2 separate regions of the Mus musculus genome follow, and region 1 is linked to region 2. A link is a contact called in public promoter capture Hi-C data. All regions are on one chromosome and are shown on one strand. The core of a region is the stretch at or near the end of the contact, and the rest is flanking DNA. Distances in the headings are between cores, read along the strand shown. Region 1 holds the start of Cenpa (centromere protein A). Region 2 holds the start of Ost4 (oligosaccharyltransferase complex subunit 4 (non-catalytic)).

Evidence for each region. Capture Hi-C pulls out chosen DNA fragments and counts their contacts.
Region 1: a contact with region 2 is called in a promoter capture Hi-C map of adipose tissue. The contact joins the promoter of Cenpa here to the promoter of Ost4 in region 2. A contact is called at or near these places in 5 of 39 promoter capture datasets (hippocampal neurons, liver, macrophages and 2 more), 3 of 484 Hi-C or Micro-C datasets (the C2C12 cell line, CD8 T cells and granulocyte-monocyte progenitors), 3 of 115 datasets of contacts at active chromatin or transcription factors (bone marrow-derived macrophages, embryonic stem cells and microglia) and 3 of 9 other capture datasets (adipose tissue, liver and pancreatic islet).

Annotation. Positions count from the first base shown.
Region 1 is chr5:30,664,361-30,670,423 of GRCm38.p6, reverse strand. Cenpa (centromere protein A) reads right to left here and starts at 3,538. Exons shown (of 5, transcript NM_007681.3): 1 at 3,311-3,538. The coding sequence starts at 3,395.
Region 2 is chr5:30,902,673-30,909,104 of GRCm38.p6, reverse strand. Ost4 (oligosaccharyltransferase complex subunit 4 (non-catalytic)) reads left to right here and starts at 1,317. Exons shown (of 3, transcript NM_024460.4): 1 at 1,317-1,440; 2 at 1,569-1,706; 3 at 2,339-2,589. The coding sequence starts at 1,570. The coding sequence ends at 1,683. Agbl5 (ATP/GTP binding protein-like 5) reads right to left here. Exons shown (of 16, transcript NM_001374737.1): 12 at 5,897-6,052; 13 at 4,290-4,402; 14 at 3,950-3,996; 15 at 3,344-3,474; 16 at 2,441-2,989. The coding sequence ends at 3,426.

The sequences.
Region 1 (6,063 bases), core at 2,289-4,788, 240 kb after region 2:
GAGGAACACTTGCCTTGTACACACAAGGCCCTGCGTTCAATCCTTAGTCCTGCAAAACAGGAACACGTAGCTTTAGCTAGGTTATTTAAAGCCCAGCCAATTCGATCCCAAGCAGTGAGGAACACTGCAAGGAAAATGGAAGAAGGGAGACGGGACCAGTGCAGGGGCGGCCTGTGCCAGGCAGGAGGTGGAGACTTAACCACCGGTGAGGTCAGGATGATAAAGCAAAGACACAGAGCAGTGTGTAGGAGACTGGAGACACTGAAGACAGAGAGGCAGAGCAGTGTGTAGAGACTGGAGACACTGAAGACAGAGAGGCAGAGCAGTGTGTAGAGACTGGAGACACTGAAGACAGAGAGGCAGAGCAGTGTGTAGGAGACTGGAGACACTGAAGACAGAGAGGCAGAGCAGTGTGTAGAGACTGGAGACACTGAAGACAGAGAGGCAGAGCAGTGTGTAGAGACTGGAGACACTGGAGACACTGAAGACGGAGAGGGAGGACCCTGCTCGACTTTGGTTGTTGTTGCTGTGATAAACACCACCTCCAAGACCTACCTGGAGAGGGAAGGGTTGATTTGGCTTATATGTCACTCACCGTCCATCAGCAGAAGCCAGGGCAGGAGCTCAAGGCAGGAATCTGGAGGCAGAATCCTTGGAGGAATGCTGCTTACGGCCTGCTCCCCTATCTTTAAATCCAGATAGGAGGTGGTGGGCTACAGTGGACTTGGCCCTCTGACAAAGATAAGCAATTAAAAAAAAATGCTTAACAGACATGGCCACAGGCCAGCCAGTTTGATAGAAGTAATTGCTCAGTTGAAGTTCCTCCTTCCTGGGTTTGTATCAGGCTGTCAACTGAAGCTAGCTATGATGGGCCATAACTAAAAGATAAACTACAAATGGCTGCCTCCTCCCCACCCCACCATTTTCGAGATCTGGGCTTTTGGGGGCTAGAGGGTGATGTTAACAGGTACACACTCACAGAAAATGAAGGCAACACAACTAGAGACCACCAAAGAATGTGACTAACACCAGAAGGAAAAGGAGCCAAAACCAAGAATCAAAATAAACTATACTCAAGGAGTTTGAATAGCGAGAGAACTGAATGCCGTGCCGTGTGCGATCCATCGCTGAGAGGCAGAGGTAGGAACCTCCACTGGGCTACATGGAGAGAACTTATTCTCTCCCAGAAAAGAAAGATTTTGAGAAATAGAAGAGGAAGAGAACTCCAAGACTCATGATACACAAACAGGTGTTTATGAAACGGAAGTGATCAGAGATGACCTGGAAAGAACTGCATTCAAACACCCTGAGGCTGGGTCTCAAAGGTCAACGTTAGCAGGTGGGAGCCCGAGAATTTCAAGCAGGACTTACACACTAAAGCTCTCTCCAGTCAGGCCCACAGGCCCTCACCTACAGTTCCAACACCTGGAATACAGAGACAGGGTGTCCTGAGCTCAGGGTTAGCCTGGGACACATGGATGTCACTGTCACACACCTAAAATGGTTTTATTTTATTCTATGTGTATGTGTATCTGTTTTGCCTATGTGCATGTCTGTGTGTGTGCAGTACCTGCAGAGGCCAGAAGGATCCCCTGGAAATGGAGTTACAGATGGCCGTGAGCTGTTATGTAGCAAGAACAACACAAAGTCCCTTACAGCACAAAAGGGAGATATGTCTAAGGGCCCACATAAAAGAAGGGTTGGTTGACTTGGGAAAGGAGGGGGCACCTAGCAAGGCCTGAGGCTGAATGGAGAGGAAGGAGGGGGGAATAAAAAGCACCAAATGGCTGGAAGAACAAGGTCAGCAGACAAGGGCAGTAGGAGAGCCAAGAAGTGGGCGCAGCTGATGTAAAACTTTTCCCTAAGATAAGAGTAATGGAAGGTTGCTTCTACACTGGAAGTCCACATCGAACATCAGCTCTGGTCGAGCGGTACAACCATGACCACATTATTCCCTTAGGGGCTCACCATACCTCAATGAGAAATAGAATGTGGTGGTGCATGCCTTTAATCCAAGCACCAGAGAAGCAGAAGCAGGCATGTAAATCTAATTCTAAGTCCTTCCTTACCCCCCTTTTTATTAACAAGCTGCTGGCATTAAGCTAGGTAGGTTCTGAGATATTCTTTTTTTTTTTTTTTGAGGCAGGGTTTCTCTGTATAGCTCTGGCTGTCCTGGAACTCACTTTGTAGACCAGGCTGGCCTCGAACTCAGAAATCCGCCTGCCTCTGCCTCCCGAGTGCTGGGATTAAAGGCGTGCGCCACCGCGCCCGGCGGTTCTGAGATATTCTAACCCGGCTAGGCTGCTGTTACCAGGCTATATGACCCATTATTTGCCATCTGATCTTGCCCTGGCTCTCTCTGGTCCATGTGGGTCCTCATGGCTGCTCTCTTATCCAGACCTCATGAGTAATCCTTCTTCACCCACATGGTCTCTCCATCTCTTCTTCTCACCTGGTCTCTTCAGGACCCTCTGATTGGGAACAGAAGTCCCACTCTTCTTTCTTCTGCCCAGCCAATTGGTTGATCAGCTCATTAACCAATCAGAGGTGATGGAAAACAGTTTTTACATCACATTGAGGCAGTGTCTGGATTGTAACCAGATCTCAGAAATAGTTCCTGAATACACACTGCATACAACCATCCCCAACACAGGCAGAGATCTGTGAGCTCTAGGCTAGCCTAGTCTACATAGCACGTTTCAGGTCAGCAAGCCAAGGCTACACACCGATACATACCGAGTTCCCGTCTTAAAAAAAAAAGGGTCGGGGAGAGGGTTGGGGATATAGTTCTGTAGTAGAACCCTTGCCTAACATACACGGAGTCCTGGGTTCCATCTCTAGTGCTGCAAATAAATAATAAAGAGTAGGAGTTAGAAAGCTGGTTCAGCTGTTAATAGCCCAGGCTGCTCTTCCAGGGGGGCCGAGTTCTCTTCCTAGCACTCTAAAAAAAAGGGCAGCTCACAACTGTAACTCCGGCCCCGGGGTTCCGACGCTCTCTTCTGGCCGTCGCCAGAGCACGAACACAAAATAAATGCAAAATACATGCAAAGTAAATAAATGCAAAAAAAGACCCCGTGTCCGTCAGAATGAGTTTGTCTTTGCTCCAACTCCTTGTCTTGTCTGCATTTCGTTTTTCTCCCTGCTGTAAACCGGTCAGGAACAAACAAGCAAACAAACAAACAAATAAACAAAAAAACCATTACCCCTACGCGAGGTTAGCGGCAAGCCGTGACCAGGAACCGTCCCTCTACAGGCCCGGCCCCACAGGATGACCGCACCGGCCTCGGAGGTGCAGGGCAGGCTCGCTTACCTACACTGGAGCTCTGTCGCGAGGGTCCAGGCGCCGGGCTGGAGGGTCTCCTCCTTGGGGTCTGCGGTTTGCGACGCGGGCCCATGGCTGGCCTCGAGGGGCCGGGTCCCGCCGCCTTCCCTAAGCCTTCTTGGTCCTGCTGCCGAAACCGAACGCGAGCAAGCCCAAGGTGCGCGTCAGGACCGCCAGAACTCGGTCGCCAGCAGTTCAAAAAATCACCCGCCCCTCCCACCGCATCTTTTAAATCCCAACTTTGTGACTCTCAGTGGCTGGTTCTGGAAAGCCAGCGTGGAGCGACATCCAGATAAACCAATGAGAATAAAGGTCTGAAGCCAATGGGTACTTGAAGACGGGAAGGAAGGCAGGATTTCCCCACCCTTTTCCTGTTGATCTCTTTTTCAGATGCCCTCTGGGCAGGACGGCTCAGTTCTTACGTGGGTGGTGGGTTTGTAGAGCTCACTTCCTCAAAAGTTTTATGCTTTTCTATCAAACGTTGAGGTGGCTTTAAAAATACGGAAACAGATGCCCAAGAATGTGACAGCTCCACACAGCACCCGTGACACTCCTGAAAGCAACCAGCAAATATGATTCAGAAGCCTGGTTAACTGCATGACCTTTTCAGAAGATAGGGTCGTGGGGACAGCCAGGACGGAGGAATCTGAGGACAAGGTCCAGGCAGGGCAGGCGCCAGCACTATTATTGGACCATGCTATCAAACACAATGACAGAATTGCCTGAGAAAAAAACCGGCTTTTCCTTTTCTCCCGGGAGTAATATGAATTCAGGTCATGGCTCCGTAATTAGAATAAAGAGAATTTCGTCATTTTGCTTTTTTGAGTTTTCTAAATGATCTATCATGAACGTGTACTCTAATCAGGAAAATACTTATATAATCAGTGGTTTCATAGAAGCCTGGTGGAACATTGGGGTGGGTGGTGTAAAATGGCACAGCTGCTATGGAAATGTGTCATGGTTCGAATCTGAAATGTCCTCCAAAAGTTTGGTGTCCTCTGTGCAGCAGTGTTCAGAGGTTGGGCCACAGGTGCTCTGACTTCATCTGTGTATTCCTTTAATCCCAGCACTTGGGAAGTAAAAGCAGGTTTGTTATAAGGACAGGGCCAGTAGACCTACATAGTGAGTTCCAGACTAGTCAGAGCTATGAGCAAGATTTTATCTTATTTATTTTATTTTATTTTTGTCTCAAATAAACAAAAGACCAACAACCAACTCGTTCAATCTCCAGTATTTTACCAACAGACATGAAATTTAAACATAGAATTACTATATGATCCAGAAGTCCATATATATATATATGAAGACATCAGGATCCTCAGCAACTGTTAATTAGTCAGATAATATCCGTGTATGAAGTCTGCTCTAGACAGATAGCCCTTTAGTAAACTAGAAGGAGAAAGCTAGATTGAGGACAGACTCTACGATTCATAAGAAACTGATGATACTACCTATATAACTGTAATGGTGTGTGGGTTAAGGCATAAGAGGAGGGTAGTGCTTATTAACGTACGTAGTTTTGCATATTTTGGCTTTTGAACCAATCGGACTGTTGTACTGCAAGTGGGGGTGGGGCACCGGAAGAACGCAGGGCAAAATCCGAAATGAAGATCCACAGCTTGTATCTTCCTTCACCAGGCCGGAAGGGGAAACAGTGGAAGTCTGGGCCAGATGCTGTGATTTGTGGTTTCTTCTTTGGGTACCTGGCTGTCACTGGTGTACTGCCAGGAGTCAGGAATGGGGGTCCAAGATTTTACCCCCCTCCAACATCTGGGCATGCCAGGTGGAGAGGTCGAGGCAGAGCCCAGGATGAGTGAAACCTGGTCTGACTGGGAGTGAGGGCAGAGCGTGCTGGAAGAACTGGAGAGGAGAAGACCTTGCTCAGGGGTCTTAGGCGCAGCTCTTTAGTCAAAGGCCTTCTTCACCTCGTTTCTGAATGAAACAACTTTCTGAGACAATCTTTGCTTGCTCCTATTGCTTTATTTAATGATGGATGTGAATGCATATACTTTATTTGGGGTGAACCAGGGATTATATACCTCTTGTGGGAAGGAATATCTAGGAAGGGGCGCTCATTGGCTGAAGGCTCAGGGCTATCTAGATATCTCATTAGCATGGAGAAGAACTATAGATGTTGTGCTGGGTGACTCAGTGCCTGAGGTCTTCAGTGGAGTATCATGGTTATGTGTTCCAGAGCAGGTAGGCATGGCTCCACTTCTACCAGCCTGAGATCTCTCAGATTCCTGGGATCTGAGCTCACTCAACCATTCTAGTTCTTATGTCTGTCTGGTAACACGGTCCCACATGCCGTATATTAAACTACTAATTTTTTAAAAATACATCGAATGAAAACATATTGGGCTGAAGAAGTCACGTTGAACACTAGATGTCTCTGAGCTATGGACGAGTTGACTGGAACAAGAGTTGTAACATGTAGATCATAGAAACCCTCAGCAGCCGGGCATGGTGGCGCACGCCTTTAATCTTAGCACTCGGGAGGCAAAGGCAGGCAGATTTCTGAGTTCGAGGCCAGCCTGGTCTAGAGAGTGAGTTCCAGGACAGCCAGGGCTACACAGAGAAACCCTGTCTCAAAAAACAAACAACCAAAAAAAAAAAAAAAAGAAAAGAAAAGAAAGAAAGAAAGAAAAGAAACCCTCAGAACCAACAGGGAAGTTCAGCATAGGAGAAAGGGGAGAAATTAGTTGTGCCAGCATGTCAGACAAGAGACTCTAATCAGGGTC
Region 2 (6,432 bases), core at 68-2,567:
GAAGCATAATAATGTGTAATCCTAAAATCTAGACATCACTCTCTCAGGACAGAGCTGAGGACACACAAACTCATAGAGGAATGCCTGGGGAGAGCACGTCTGAGGCTTTAACCATGTTGTGTGGAGGGCACGTAGGCCCGGGATTTCTAAATATGAAACTTCTGGGAAACAGTAGGTGGTGGCTGGACATGGTGGGAGGAGGTAGGCAGCTGTAAACTAACTACTGAAGGCAAGTATTGAGCTTATGAGCAAACTGGACACAAACCACTGATAGTCTGAGACCAGAGAAACCAACATTGGAATAGTGCAAGCCAGCTCACTGTGCACACAGGAGGCAATCTGGTCCCCTGTCCCAGCTGCTCCAGCCCTATAGCAGCTCCTGTAGAGTTTTCTTTGGCTCAGAGAAGCAGAGGCCTCCCCTGAGCCCAGGCCCCCCCTTTACCGCAGGGCAACTGGCTTCCATTACCCCTGACAGCTCCAGAGCAACAGTCCAGCCCCTGGCCCTGTCTGGCTCTACATCGTTCCCTTTTATGGCGAAGCTAAGGAGAAAGCAAAAAGGGGGAAACCTACTTCTCGCTGGATAGAGGGCTGAAGAGATTCAGGGTGCTGCTCCCCTCACCAATGACCCTCGGATGTCTGAATGTCTATTGCAGCCAACTCTCTTCCTCACCACAAACCTACGACCCCTCTTGGCTTGTCCCAGCCCTTCCTTTCCTACCCCCTCATTCACACCCGTGGGGTGATTTCCCACTTGGCCGAGGCCCCACGTTTGGTTTTTGATTATCAGAGAGTCCACCCTAATTCTGACGCCCACCCCACACTGGCCTGAAACTGGCACTGATCAAATAAGTTGTCATGGTCCGCCTCTTTGGTAGGATTGTGGTTTCAGAAAGACTACCACCCGTGAGGGCACTAGCCTCCTCAATCCTGTCCCTATTCTGCATCACCTTCCATTCCATCCCCACGCCAGCGAGCCTGGGAGGGGACCGGGAGGGCAGGACCCTAAGGAAGCACCTGGCTGGGTCGAGCAGGGAAGCGAAGGGTGGGCAGGAAAGTGGGTCGGAGCCTAGAGGTCAGGCCCAGCCTCCCGCCTGCTGCACCCTCGCCTAAACCCACTCCTGGGCTCCAGGGAGGCTGTCACCACAGCGTCTGAAGCTAACCGCGGATTCCGCCGCGCCAGCTGCAGCCAGCTGCGACCCGGGCGGGATTCCCGCCCCTGCCGAGCGGACCACGCCCCGTTCCGCCCTCGCCGCAGGACGGCCATTCTAGGCTCCGCCTAAGACCGGCTCTTTTGCGCGCGCCGCCGGAGCAGACGAGACGGCAGGGTAGAGAAGCCGGAAGTGCCGCGTTGTTCCCCAGCTAGCACTACGAAGTTCCGGCTCAGGTCGCCTACCTCGAGTTTGTGCGTCTGTAGTGTCGGAGTCGGCTGAAGCTGGTCAGGTGAGGGGCTCGCAGGCGCCGTTTCATAGGCGAGCCCGGCGGAGGCTGGATCGTGGTGGCGAGGATCTGGCTTAGTGAGAGAGCAAGGAGTGCGTGAATCGAGGCTCAGTCCTTCCCCTTGTCCACAGGATGATCACGGACGTGCAGCTCGCCATCTTCGCCAACATGCTGGGCGTGTCGCTTTTCTTGCTTGTGGTCCTCTATCACTACGTGGCAGTAAACAACCCCAAGAAGCAGGAATGAAAGTGGCGCTTTCTCCGCCCCAGGTAACGGTCGGGGCAGTAGCGCTCAGACTCTGGACAGCTGAGTGGTGAGGCCGATCCAGGGCCTACACTCTTAGGGAACTTCAAGTCAGAAAGTGTCGAGCCAAGCCTGATAGCCCAGAACCGAGCTCCTTCGTTCGCATTGTGTACAGTGCCTTGATGTATTCTGCTTCAGTCCCCCTAAACGGCTTACTCTTTGAATGAAGATGGGTTTTCGGAGCCATCCTCATTCCCCATTTTGAGGTTTCCAGGAGATAGAGGCCAAAGTTATAGGGTATGGTTACACGGAGGCGCTGACCAGTACAAATAAAGGCAGTAACTGCCAATATAGGGGGATCAAGCCCTTAACAGTCCCACTTTCCCACGGAACCTGAGGCGTTAAGTAATTTGGGGGAGGGGCGTGGTAGTGAAAGATGGAGACTTATTTCCATGTTCTGAAGCCAAAGACGTTTTATGGGTTGACTACAAATAGAAAGCATGGAGAAAAAAGGGAGGGAGCATAGTCTGGAAACCAAGTGTGCTTAAATAATATAAAGGGAATGGGTTAGATGGGGGCTGGCTCCTTAAGGACCTCCCCAGCCCTGCAAGGAAGCTGCAGCATTTTCCTTACTTCGGGTCTTTCCCCTTTTTTCTAGGGTTCCAGGACATAGTCTGAGGCAAGATGGAGGGTGTGAGGGCCTTCACACTTCACTTCATCTCTCCTACCCATCACAGCATACAAAGCAACTACACCTGGATTTTTCCAAACAACTTTTATTTCCTCAAAGTCTTCCTTAACCCTATGGAGCAAGAAGCTGCCACTGAATAGGGCCCAGTATAGGGGCTGCTTTCTTTTCTACTCCCTCCCCCCAATACAAAAATATAGATATATATATATAGATATATATTTTTTTGTGGTCCCAAAATCTTGTGCTGTGGGGGAGTGGGAGGGAGCAGGTCCCTGTTTTGTTCTGTCTTAAGGTGATGTTCTGCAAGGCCTTGGACAGTGTGGCCGACATTCCAAGGAGCTATGGTTGTCACATGGTACCAGCAGCTGGAAGACGGGACTAACGTATCATTTCACTGTGTTCCCTCACCTTAGGGCTACATCCTGGACATGGAGGTAAAGGCATTATCAGACCCTGGGAGAAATAGTGAGTGGTGGTGATTTAGGGACAAAACAAACCTCACATTGGTTCAAGAGCCCCCTGCTGTAACAAATCCGGGATGGGGAGTCAGATAGAGTACAGGAAATAGGAGAAAAGGCGGGGGCAGAGCGAGGCCGTGGGGGGCCGGCCTGAGGCAGCCTGCAACAGAGAAGAGACAGGAAATCAGGGTTGTGGAAACAACCCCCTTTTTCTGGTCTGTTAGCCAGGGGCTGGGAAATGAAAAGGGCAGTGTGAAGCTGGGTAGGGAGAGGCAGGTTCATCATTGCCAGTCACTAGAGTCAGCTAGCCAGTGTCTCGAGACTAATTAGAAGTTATGCTTTGAAGTGAAAACTGAGTCCATGGTACAATAAAAATCAGGGACTAGATTCTTAATGAAAGTGCATTTAGTCTTTGGGATCAATGAAAAGGGAGAAGATTATCCTGAATGCTGAAATGGGGGGGAGGAATAGTAGAAATGAGAGGTGGAATGAAGGCCTGGACTCCGGTGCTCACCCTGGTGTAGCAGAGTGGGGTCCCGGCTCCAGCTCACTGCTCTCTCTGGTCTGGGGGATGGGGGATGTGGGGCTTGAACCTCTCATCCCTCTGCGAGTCGGCGGTGAGCTCCGGCCCAACCTGGGCCTAGCCTGTGTAGACAGGGGTAGACTAAGAGGTTGGCTTCTTCCACGAGGCTTTTCTGCTTTTAGAGTTTCCAGGCTTAAGAATCTGGTACAGAAGTCAGCAGTGGTGCTGGGACCCTGAATTCCTGAGCATTGCTCCTAACTGAGATGATGAGACAGGGTGGCAGCTATAGCTCCAGATTCAATTTATGACAGCATAGCGGGTCTTACTTATCTAAGGGTGGCAAAAGAACCCAGCGTTTCACTTCCATGGGTATCCCATGGCTAAGAGATGGCTGGGTAGAGAAGCACTATGAAGAAAAATGGGAGTGGACTGGTGGATAGCCCTCAGCTTTCTCAGCCTCCGCCCCTGCCAGAGCAGCTTAAGCTTCATCCGTCCAGTCAGCTTCTGCCTCTAGCTACAGTCAAACTAGGAAGGGAAGCTTGTCTGAGTTGGAGGTGATGGTAGGGTGTTATTAGGAGCAGTAACCAGATGTGTTACCTGGGGAATCCGGGACCCCTCCTGGCGGAAACTCTCCTCTGGCAGGTCTGGTCAGAAAGAGAGGAGAAGCTAAGGACGGGTAGGAAAGCCAAAGCTAGTAGGCTGTGGTTGGGGTGCATCTGGCAGGGACAATGGAGTCTGAAGCAAGCAAAAAACCTAGCTGATTACCACTGGGAAGGTTAACACACAGATATCACAGCAACTCTTGACAGACTGGATATAAAAGGCTGTAAATCAGGAAGGAGCATTCCCCTACCCCAGCCCAACCCCCAGTGTTCACAAGAGTGTCTTGATGGGTTCTGCTAATGCTAAAAACACGGAAAGACCCCAAAAATTTTACCTGCAATCGAGTCCTAATGCAAGGGATCCGAGCACCAGCCCCTAGTAGGCTTTTCCCAATCACCATGACAGCCTCTGGCTTGTCCCCTGAAGACGAGAATGAGCAGCTGCTCCCTAGAGAACAGAGGGGACTGATCATCAAGGTAGGACTACGAGGGATGGTAACTTCCCTTGTATCAGTTTCTTGGCCTTGTTGTGTTCCCTTTATGGTGCTGGGGATTAAACCTAGTATTTCATGCTAAGCTGGAGCCCGTGCTCAACCTCTGAGCTCTATCAGTAGCCCTTGATCCTCAGCATCATTGAAAACCAATCATTTATCTTTGGTGATTTAGTACATGCAGGGTGTTTAGTGCCATCCTTCCTTAAACTACTGTGTGCTCCTTACCCCTAGGTCCTTCCCGTGGCAACAACCGAGTCCTCTCTAGATGTTGTCATATGTGAGAAGGTCTTTTTGTTGTTGTTTTGTTTTGTTTCGTTTTTTCAAGACAGGGTTTCTCTGTGTAGCCCTGGCTGTCCTGGAATTCACTTTGTAGACCAGCCTGGCCTGGAACTCAGAAATCCGCCTGCCTCTGCCTCCCAAGTGCTGGGATTAAAGGCATGCGCCACCACGCCCGGCTTATGTGAGAAGTTCTAATCTCATCCAAGGAGTGAAGCTGCAACTTCAAACCCTCAGGCTTAGCTCAATCTGTAAAGTTTAGAGCTTACACCAATCCTGTTTAGGAGTAAAGTCCAGCTGGGCATAGTGGCACGCCTTTAATCCCAGCATTCCAGAGACAGGCAGGCAGGTGTCTTTGAGCTCAAGGCCAACTAACTGGTCTACATAATGAGTTCTAGGACATCCAGAGCTACACAGACCGTGTCTCAAAAGGAGAAAGAAAACAAAAACCCAAGTCCATTCTGTACAACAACTGATTAAAAATGGATAGGTTGGTGCAGTATACGTTGGATTCAATTCTAGGAAACAATCCTGCCTGGCATGGTGGTGATGCTTTTAATTCCAGCACTCTGGAGGCAGAGGCTGCTGGGTTTGAGACCAGCCTGATCTACAAAGAGAAACCCTGTTTCAAAAAAAAAAAAGGAAAAATGATTCCATTTAGTTCCTTTTATCACTGGGTTTCTAAAAGAGGACTGGGTGTGGCTTTGAGTTTAGAGTATAGGATGCCATCTGTAGTAATGACAGGTGAAAGGCCTGCGACTTTATCCTAGCTCTTGGAGTTGGGGCACCTGGGTAAGTAGCACTTTGCAGGTAGAAAAGTCCTCGGGCCTTGAACTGTAGTGTGAGGACTGACAGTCTAGAGCAGCGCCTGTGCAGAGTAGTCATCCAGGGTATGGTAACTGTTACTTTATTTTACAGTTCATGTCATTGAGTCCCAGCCTCCTGTACAAAGGCACGTGCTAGGAGTGTGAGGTACCAGGAGAACAGCGCCTGGTCTGACGTGGCCTGAATATATATATATATAGGGCAGTTCAAAAAAGAAGTCCAGGCTAAGCAGCAGGATGGCTGAAGAAGTTTCTTCTCGAGGCTTAGATAGGAGCCTGTCTAAGCCCTGGGTGGTAGGAAAGGGAAGAAAGTGGGCAACTCAGGTTTCAGGGGCAGTGGGTACCGACCTGATAAGCTGAGTGAATTGGGTAGGAGGCAGGAGCCCATGTTTCGTGAGGAGGTTGGGCCAGAACTAGCCAGAGTTGGGGATGGGGCCAGGCTGCTTGTGGTAGAGCGATGGTTCAGTGGCTGCTGTCGCCGCCTTCTGTCTGAGCATCGGGGCTCTGAGTGGAAAGGACACAAGCAGGGAAAAGATCAAGAAATGAGACAGTGTAAGGTAGGCTTCACTGTCGTGCTTCCCCTGGCCAGGCACGGCCAGAAGCCTGTTTTCAAGCTCTCAACAAATCAGCTGCCCACTCAGTGAGACATCTGGTATTCCAGTCGTCCATACCTCATCCAACCAGTTTGATAAGTTCCTGAACTTGGCTTCTAAAACATGGCTTTGCAGGGCTTTTTTCTTCTAACCGATCCTCTTCTCATTGATGTTCCTACCGCTTAGCCATCTGACCTCGCTCTGTCTCCTCTTAAATTTTTAAATCTCTAAGGCCCTTTTCTCCCAGAATGTCTTCTGTCAGACACTTCGACCTGTTAAGTCCTTGGCTGC